Linked DNA regions of Rattus norvegicus: region 2 is linked to region 1. A link is a contact called in public Hi-C data. All regions are on one chromosome and are shown on one strand. The core of a region is the stretch at or near the end of the contact, and the rest is flanking DNA. Distances in the headings are between cores, read along the strand shown. Region 1 holds the start of Emx2 (empty spiracles homeobox 2). Region 2 holds the start of Rab11fip2 (RAB11 family interacting protein 2).

Region 1 (4,236 bases), core at 549-3,048:
CAGAGCAGGAGGAAGGAAACAGTTTGCTCTGAGGTTTCCAAGGTCTCCTTGTCTCCTTAAAGGAATTGAAGACCTAGAAGTCGCGGGTCTGGGCTGGAGGGACGTGGAGTGAGTGTAGAACAGAGTTGAAATCCAGTGAACCTGGCCATGTGGCCCTGTCCGAGTTCCTGAGAGATAGACTAGCCAGGAACACGGTCCAAGGAAACAAGATTCGAGGACCTCGCGGGCTCAGAGCTTCTTGACAGCGGACTTCGCCGCCCAGCATCACGTCCCAGCCAGCCCGACCCTGGCGCGAAACACAGGACACCTCGTTTGCACCCCTTTCCGAAAAGGTCAAGGAGTGAGCAAGTCAGTAACCCAAAGGAGTCTAGGCTTCAGAGATTGGTAACCAATGCGACTCGGGCCCCTTGCTACCCGGTTTCGGAGTCGAGCACCCGGGCTGACCTCCGCCCAGGCCTTGAGGAGCGCCCACCCGGAGCAGGCCAGGCACAGTGAAGAAGGCGATCGGACCGGCGCGCTTCAGTTCCGCGACGTGGCACGTACCTTGGAAGCGATGACCCAGATATCGGTAGCGGTGGATGAGCCAGGGGTAGAAGGTGGACGGGTCCCGCTGCTGCGAGGCGAAGAGGGGGTGTGGCGAATGCGAGGAGGGCAGGGGGTGGGCGGCCAGGGCGTGCGGCGGCGGCACCGGGTGCACCGGCACGGCGGGGTTGGGCGGGTGCGAGACCGCCTCGGCGAACACCAAGTCCGGGTTGGAGTAGACGCCCCTGCCCGCGGCGGCGGCGGCGGCGGCCGAGTGGAAGCCGTTGAGGAACGGATTTATGGGGCTGGAATTGGCGTAGCTGAGCGCCGCGGGACGGATGGGATCCTCGGAGCGTGAGGCAGGCAGGGGACTGTCCTTGGCCACCAGCGACTCGATGGTGAAGCAGCGCTTAGGCGCCGGCTGAAACATGCTGCGCCGAGGAGCGGGCGCCCTGGGCTCCCTGCTCCCGGCGACCGCGGCGCGCTGCCTCCGCCGCCCGCTGCCCGCGGCGAAGACCGAGGAGAATGGGGGACTCGTTTGTTTGGGGTGGGGGTGGGGGTAAGGAAAAGAAAGGAAGGAAGAAAGAAAGGAAAGGAAAAAGGAAAGGAGGGGGAGGGGGAGGAGAGGCAAAGCCGAAGATCCCGAGAATCTTGCACCAAACGCGCCCAACCTGGAGAGAGGGGGGAAAATCCTTCCAGAAGAATTTGCAGGCGTGGATTGGGGTAATATTTTTTTGAGCGAGGTGGCGTTGGGGGGGGGTTGGAGTTAGAGGCAGGGAGGGGGGTTCTCGGGGAGGCAAAAAAAAGTTTTCTTTCCTTTGCAAAAGGCGGGCAGGGCGCCCTAAGTCCAAGGACAATCCATGGAAGTGTTCGCTTCTTCACTAGTAGTGCAAACGATTTGTTAGTTCATGAGCCTAATTAGTGCGGGGATCACATAAACAGCTTCCTCCGAAGCCTGGTAAATGGCTTGATGATTGGTCGCTATTACTCGCCCTGAGGTGGAAGGGGGGGAGACTCTTTAAAGTGCGTCAGAGGGAGGCGAACGCCTGGGAACCCGGAGGCCTGGATCCGGTCCCAGAATGGAACGGAGTCGGCGCCACTGCCCCGGCCGTGCCTCCAGCCGCCCGCCCGGCCGCAGACCTCTTGGTGTCTTCGCCCTGCGCTCCGGGCTAGCTCCCTCGCTCTCGCGGCACCCGCTGCAGTTTCTCTCCTCCTCCTTCGGCTCCTCCGCTTCCCTCTTCTCCTCCTCTTCCTCGTTCCTCTCCTCCTCCTGCTCCTCTTCCTCCTCCTATTTCCTCCACCTCCTCCTCCTCAGCTACCGCCTCCTACTGCACCAACACCACTCCCTCCGGGGCACCCGGGTCCCTGCAGACTCTCGGGGGCCGCTCTGCCTTTGCTGCGGACCCCTGGATCCTAAACCAGCGTCGCCGGAGCTGATGGGACTGAAGCACCGACGGACGCACAGATTTCTTCACGCCCTGAGCTCCGCTGAAGTTGTCCCCTGGAGGCCCGCACCCGGGTCACTGAGATGGCTTCAGGCGCCCGGCGAGGGTAAGCGGGCGGGGACTGGTTCCGGGCAAGGGCTAACCCGCTTCACTCATACCAATCCCCACCCCCAGCAAAACTCCGGAGGTTTCCTAGGCGCGCGAGAAGGGGGGCCCTCCCACCCCTCCAACCAAGCGTAGCTTCGAGGTTCCAGGGTCCACGCGTTCTCAGTCTTTGACCCGGCTGGTTCGTTTGCAAGTTCAAACCTGAAGGGCCAGTTGCGCCTGTACCGTTGCAGCGGACGTAGAGCTTGCACCTAGAGTTTCTGCTTTTCCTGTCTGTAGGGCGGTCACTTCCTTCCCCAAAACAGTTCTTTCTGGGATATGTGGGGATATTTGGGAAAGGAGTCTTGGGTCCTAGGTCAGAAGCTGAAGCTGTGATTGTGTTATCGTTCCATTGTTTTTAGTGGCGTTGACACTGTTCCCATTATTGCTATTATTGTTGTACCTATTTTTATTTTGACATCTGTGGTCCCGGGGCTGGGTTGGTCTGCAAATCCAGGTTTCGCAACTAGGCACTTAGGATTGCGTCTCCGGTCCTAGGCCCTGTCCGCATTTTCGAGCTTGCCTTCGGTTTTGGGATGATTTTAGGGCCGACTTCTCTTGTCCCCATTGGCTCACGCTGCGGCATAATTATGATCACATCCCCCCAGCCTGCTGGCGCTGCTCTCTGTTTATTGGTGGTTAAAGATCTATTATCTATTCATCAGCCGCCTCCCCCCACCCCACATACACACCCTTTGCCAATTACATTCTTCTAAAGTGAAGTACCAGCAGGTATTTTGCACGTTTACAATTAATGATAATTTTTTTTCCTGGCGTCCTTTAAATCTGTTACTCCCAGGTCCAGGTCGAAGCCATTTATCCTGAGAGGGATAAAATGTCTGTGCTTGGTGGCGAGGTTGCCTGAGACCTGGGAGGAGCAGATCTGGAGAAGACGGAGACTCTGAAGGCCACCTGATTCCACCAAGGGTCCCGGCCTTAGGGCGCTCCAGGAAGTCCTGGCATTAACGGGTTCCATGCCAGCTCTCCTGTTTGCTTCTCTTGATTTCCATCTACTGCTGTTTAGGGTGTGTGTGTGTGTGTGTGTGTGTGTGTGTGTGTGTGTGTGTGTGTGTGTGTTTCTTGTATAGTGTTCATGTGAGAAGGCAGAAGCTCCGGGGGCCCCCTAGGAAGAATGGAAGTTGAGAAAAGTGTTCCCACCTCAGCTTTGCTCTCCTCATGGTATAAATCTGCCCTTGCCTCAGACTTCAGATCTTTTTACCTTCTATTCTATATGGCCTTGTTTCTTTATCCCATTTTTGGGGGGTAGAGGAGCAAACTCAAAGATTGTGAGCATTTAGATTCAGCCCTATAAAAGGGATATGCATTTGAGGCCACACTCTCCTCAGGCCTGAACCACCTGCCCCTTCAAATGTAGCTGAGAAATACCTCCCTAGTCTCATGTGGGTTGTGGAAATAGAGGCTGAGCCTCTGAAGGCCAGAGCCCAGTGAAGGGCGGAAGCCTTGAGCAGCGCCTAGCCAAGCAAGATTCAGGGGATCTAGGGGTCAAGTGAGGGCTTCAGAAGCTAGAAACTAACACTTCCACTTGGTCACCCCGCAGATAACCTGGAAGAGAATGAGAAGGTGGGTCTACAATAGGCCTGAAAGGCTGTGACTCCAAATTAGGACCTCTAAACTCTTCTCTCAAGCCAAATACCTCCCCCAGAGTTAACATTAGTAAGCTTGGCTGAGGGTATCACAGCCATTGACTTTGAGGGTCAAGGAATCCAGACCTGCCTGGGAGATTTGATTGAGACCCCCATATGCAGGTGGTACTTGCTTGACCCCTCACCTCTTTGTGCCAGGATGTACTAGGAAAATATATTAAGGGAACGAGCATCTAGCTTCAGACAAGGGCCCCTAGTCCCTTACACGAGGCAGAGGCATTTCGACAGATTCCGATATCCTCAACAAACCACCAGCCTCTAGCAAAATGCCCTTCTACGCATTGGTGGTCTCTGGGTGACCTGCGGGTGGCCAGTGCTCAAGAGCAGCGAGTTTGCTCCCTTAATTTTGAAGGAAGCAACGCATTCAGCACTCCAGTACATGAACCCTAGGGGGCTCTGCCCCCTTCTCACTCCACCTCTACTGAAGAAGAAAAGCGGGTTTCCGGTGAGTCAGGCTGGGT
Region 2 (4,236 bases), core at 1,121-3,620, 470 kb before region 1:
TTCCTATCTTGCTACACAGTAATATTAGACAATTTGGCTCTGGCTAGGTTTTAAGAAAACTCACATTTAGGTGTGGTAAAAGAGAGGCTGGCGATCTCAGTTGTAGTTCTTGCGTTTACGGCATTTTCTGGTTTGTGTTGGAGCCTGTTATTTCATTGCTGTGGAGTGCTATAGCCAACTTCCACCCCGGAAATGGCTGTACTTCAACGATGAGTGAATGATACTTGTAAACAAGCTTATGACCATTAATAAGGCTTACCAAACACTGGAAGCTTTTAAAAACACAATCCATTATTATAATTGCCTATTGTTCAATTACAACCTCTAACAGAAACGTGAAACCTTTGAACTGCATTTTATAAAACCATGCTTAAATTGGATTTCAAAACACTTATTTTGTTTTTCTACAAGTTTCAGGTGTCAAATTATTTCTCTCTAGAGATACTGGTGAAATTCCACCATTGACTGCTCCAATGTACTCTTTACAGATCCCTGAAAATATTTTTCTTTAAAGTTGACAACTGCCCACTCTGGGATCCAGATGCTATGCAAGCAGTGTGATGATTTTTTTCTGCTTTGCACACATGGCCTTTTCAAACACTGTCTCCCAGGGATGGAAACTCAGCTTGTATAACAGAAGTTTTAAAACTTGCTCTAAAACAATAAACACAATACCTTATAGTTTATGGCTGCTTTAAGTTGGATAAAGCACATTCCTATCTATCATATTTATTCTCAAAATTAGTCCCATAAAGGGAGAAAAGCATTTAGTCAACAGATTGGTTAGCATGTCTGCTTAATGCCTAGTATCCCTGAAGTCCTTCAGGGATGTCTAATCTTTGGACATTGCTTCAAGAGCTGTCATCTGTCTACAAAGTTCTCCCTGAAGAAAAGCACAATGCAGTTAAATACTCTCATAATAATTACATTTGGCCCCACTCATAGCTATTGTTGGCCACAGGTTGGATATACTGGCAGGTAGTTCAAAGAACTTAAGAATTTTTCTAGGAAGACATGGATGGAAATAAAGTAGAGCGGGAAAAGGGAGACATAGAGCTCGTGTCCTCTCTAGCCATGAAGTTGTGGTTTGGTTTCCTGAGCACTTGACAGCACTCAGGGAACGCTTTTGACTTGGACGCCATACACACAAATTAGGAAGGGAAAGATGACTAAATAGTTCCATAGAATTATGGCGGCAGGCACGGGGTCAGAACCAGGTCTCTGACGCCATCCCAAAGCGTCTAGGATCTTTATTAAGCAAGGGTAGATTTGAAATCTGAGTCCTTCGCTTTTGGTCTGTGCTCAGGAGGAGGTCCCTTTAGTCAGTTGAAGGTTTCCTCTTCAAGACATGGAGAATGGAGGAAGAATTGCCTCTCAAGAAGAGCTAAGTGCTCTACCACCATTTAAGGACACCAGCGCCTAGTCAGGACTGAACACACAGCTGGGGCAGATTCCTGTCTTCCAAGATGGAAACCGATTCTCCCCCAAGTGCGGGCGTTGTGTTCAGGGCCCAGGGCCACCTCCCAGAACCCCCTGTCGGCCTCCGCGGGTTCTCACGTCCTCAGAGCGCAGTAACCGACAGGCTGGAACCTCAGCACCCACCGTCCAGCGCGCGCACCCCAGCCTCCGCGTGCCGCACCGCGCGCCCCGTCGTCACGGCAACCAGGGAGGCGCTGACCCCCAACCCCGCCCGGCCCCGCCCCTCGCGCAGTCCCGCTCAACATGGAGACGGCCAACCCGGAAGTGGCGCGGCCGCCGCGCGCCCGGCGCTAGGAGCCGCGGGTCGCTGTCCAGGCCTCGCCTGGTGCCGCCGCCGGTCTCAGTTTGCCGCCCGCGCCCCGCGTCCCTCCGGCGTCGGTCCAGGACGGCCGCTTCCGACCCGCTTTCCCAGGCCTGCGCCACTCTCGGGGGAGGAGCCGAGGCGAGGCGAGGCCGCGCGGGCGGTGGGAGCCAGGCCCGGCGGCTGCCGACGGTTCGTATCAGCCGGGTCGGAGGAGGAGCCGGGCCGCGCGGGGCTGAGGCCGGGCCGTAGGGGCACAGGCCCCGGCACGGCGGCGACGCGAGGCGCGGGGCTGCGCGCGGAGGCCCGGACGGCGCGGAGGTGATGTGGGCCCCTGTGCTTCTACGGAAGAAAGGGACCCCCGCAGCGGCGGCGGCCACCGGGCCGGTCCTCTTGACATCAGCCCTTAGGGACCTCGGGGCAGCCCTGACTCCCCAGCTCGCTGAAGTGCCCTTAAGGATGCAGTGATCAGTGTACGGGGCTCTCCCCGCGGGAGGGGCGCTGCCTGTGCTTCTGAACTCTGCTCAGAGAAAAACAAAAACAAAAAGAAAAAACAAAACCGAAAAACAAAACAAAACAAAAAAAGCCCCAGAATGATGCTGTCTGAGCAAGCCCAAAAGTGGTTTCCAACCCACGTGCAGGTCACAGTGCTCCAAGCTAAAGATCTGAAGCCAAAAGGCAAAAGTGGCACCAATGACACATACACCATAATTCAGTTGGGCAAAGAGAAGTATTCTACATCTGTAGCGGAGAAAACCCTGGAGCCGGTCTGGAAGGAGGAGGCCTCTTTTGAGCTGCCTGGGTTGCTCATGCAGGGTAATCCGGAGAAATACATTCTTTTTCTTATAGTGATGCACAGGTCCCTGGTGGGACTGGATAAGTTTTTAGGGCAGGTGGCAATCAATCTCAATGACATCTTTGAGGACAAACAAAGAAGGAAAACAGAGTAAGTTACATAATTTATTTTGAATTTTGGGTACTTAAAGATACATGGATTTACTGTACTTGAACAGTATATTCGAGGCATTGGTCTTTGGGGTTGAAATAGGATCCAGTTTTAAGCACTTCTCTTTGCATGACTTTGAAGTGAAAATAGCCTTTGCTCTGAATTTTTTTTTAATGGAGTGATTAGTGAACCAGTCCCCCCCCCCCCCCCCCCCGCCCCATTTCTGTGTGAGGTAAAGGGCTCTTAAACAGTGGAATATTTTGCATTGGATTTTAATACTTTTTATTAGAGGCCTAGAGCATGAACTGGAAAACCAGAAAATTAAATATATGTGTACCATTAGGTTTATGTTTGTTGAGCACTGTTAAAAGGTAAATTACTAATAAAGGCTGTCAAAAGATAAGTTTCTAATTTTAGAACCGTATTTCAGCATTGGAAACAGTTGGCCTTTATTTTTGCTCCACCAGTTTTCAGGGTCAGTACTTCTTGATAGGGAGAAAGTTGTTAAAAGAAAAGTTTTGGAAGTCTGCACAGACATCTTCAGTCTTGAACCCACTGACATTTTTCCTTTGAATTTGCAGCATAGTGGAGCTATTGTTTACTGAAGAATCAGTTCAGCAAAGCTGTTGTGTTTAGACGGAATTAACTGGTGTAAGATTGGAGACAGTGATTACAGTCTTGTGATGCAGTGATTTAATGACTTCTTTGATGAAAACATGGCTTTTGAAATAGAACTTTCAAGCCCAAGTTAGATATACTTAATTTAAGAAATCAGGATGCAAACCAACACTAGGATATTATGTCCTAAGTTGAAACAAGTAGCAAGTTTGGAAAGGCAGACCTCCTGTCCTGCCCTTTAGCTTACATGCCTGTCCAGGCTTCACCTTACATACATAGCTTATAGTGGGCCTGAAGGCTCCTGGAGATGGCTGGAGTTTATGAAAAGAGGGTTGGGGGAACTCATCAGAGGGTGTCCCTCTTCCCAAGTAGCTTAAAAAAAAAAAAAAAAAAAAAAAAGCAAAACGCAGTCCTGATGGATGTTTATCTACCTACCCTTTAGAGCACTTTCCATGATAATTTTAAGTTCACATTAATTTCTTTTAAGTATAATGATCTTTTCTCTTTTTTCCCTTTTAAAGCCTGCCAGAAAACTTCATTTAATAGGAATTATTTTTGTTTTGTTTTGAATAAAGTCTTTACCTAAGATTTAGTTTATGTAAGATAAAACACTAGAAATGCAACAAGAAAAAAATAGGTAAATATTCAGTTGAGGGGGGAGAAAGTTTAAGTTGTATATTTAATGATTTTTAAATTTCCTAATATTTAACAAATAGCATGTTCTTTCTTCCGAGGAGTTCTTCATCAGCGTTAAAATGAAAAATCAATAGTAACCAAATAATTTGCCCCAAATTGTCACTTTGAAGTGACTCAGTGTATACCTTTAAAGTGTTTTGACTGTGAGCTTTCAAGCATGTACAGTTTCAAATTTCTTACTGTGCTTTAAAAAGTA

What was found. A called contact is a pair of places that touch in the nucleus more often than the background predicts.
Region 2: a Hi-C map of the A7r5 cell line shows a contact between it and region 1, with 2.7 times the contacts expected there. The contact joins the promoter of Rab11fip2 here to the promoter of Emx2 in region 1. A contact is called at or near these places in 4 of 12 Hi-C or Micro-C datasets (the A7r5 cell line, Schwann cells, frontal cortex and 1 more) and 1 of 1 datasets of contacts at active chromatin or transcription factors (oligodendrocytes).

The regions. Positions count from the first base shown.
Region 1 is chr1:268,610,225-268,614,460 of GRCr8, reverse strand. Emx2 (empty spiracles homeobox 2) reads right to left here and starts at 1,798. Exons shown (of 3, transcript NM_001109169.2): 1 at 544-1,798. The coding sequence starts at 952. It also overlaps Emx2os.
Region 2 is chr1:269,077,795-269,082,030 of GRCr8, reverse strand. It overlaps Rab11fip2 (RAB11 family interacting protein 2), which reads left to right and starts at 2,370. Exons shown (of 5, transcript NM_001107447.2): 1 at 2,370-2,726. The coding sequence starts at 2,374.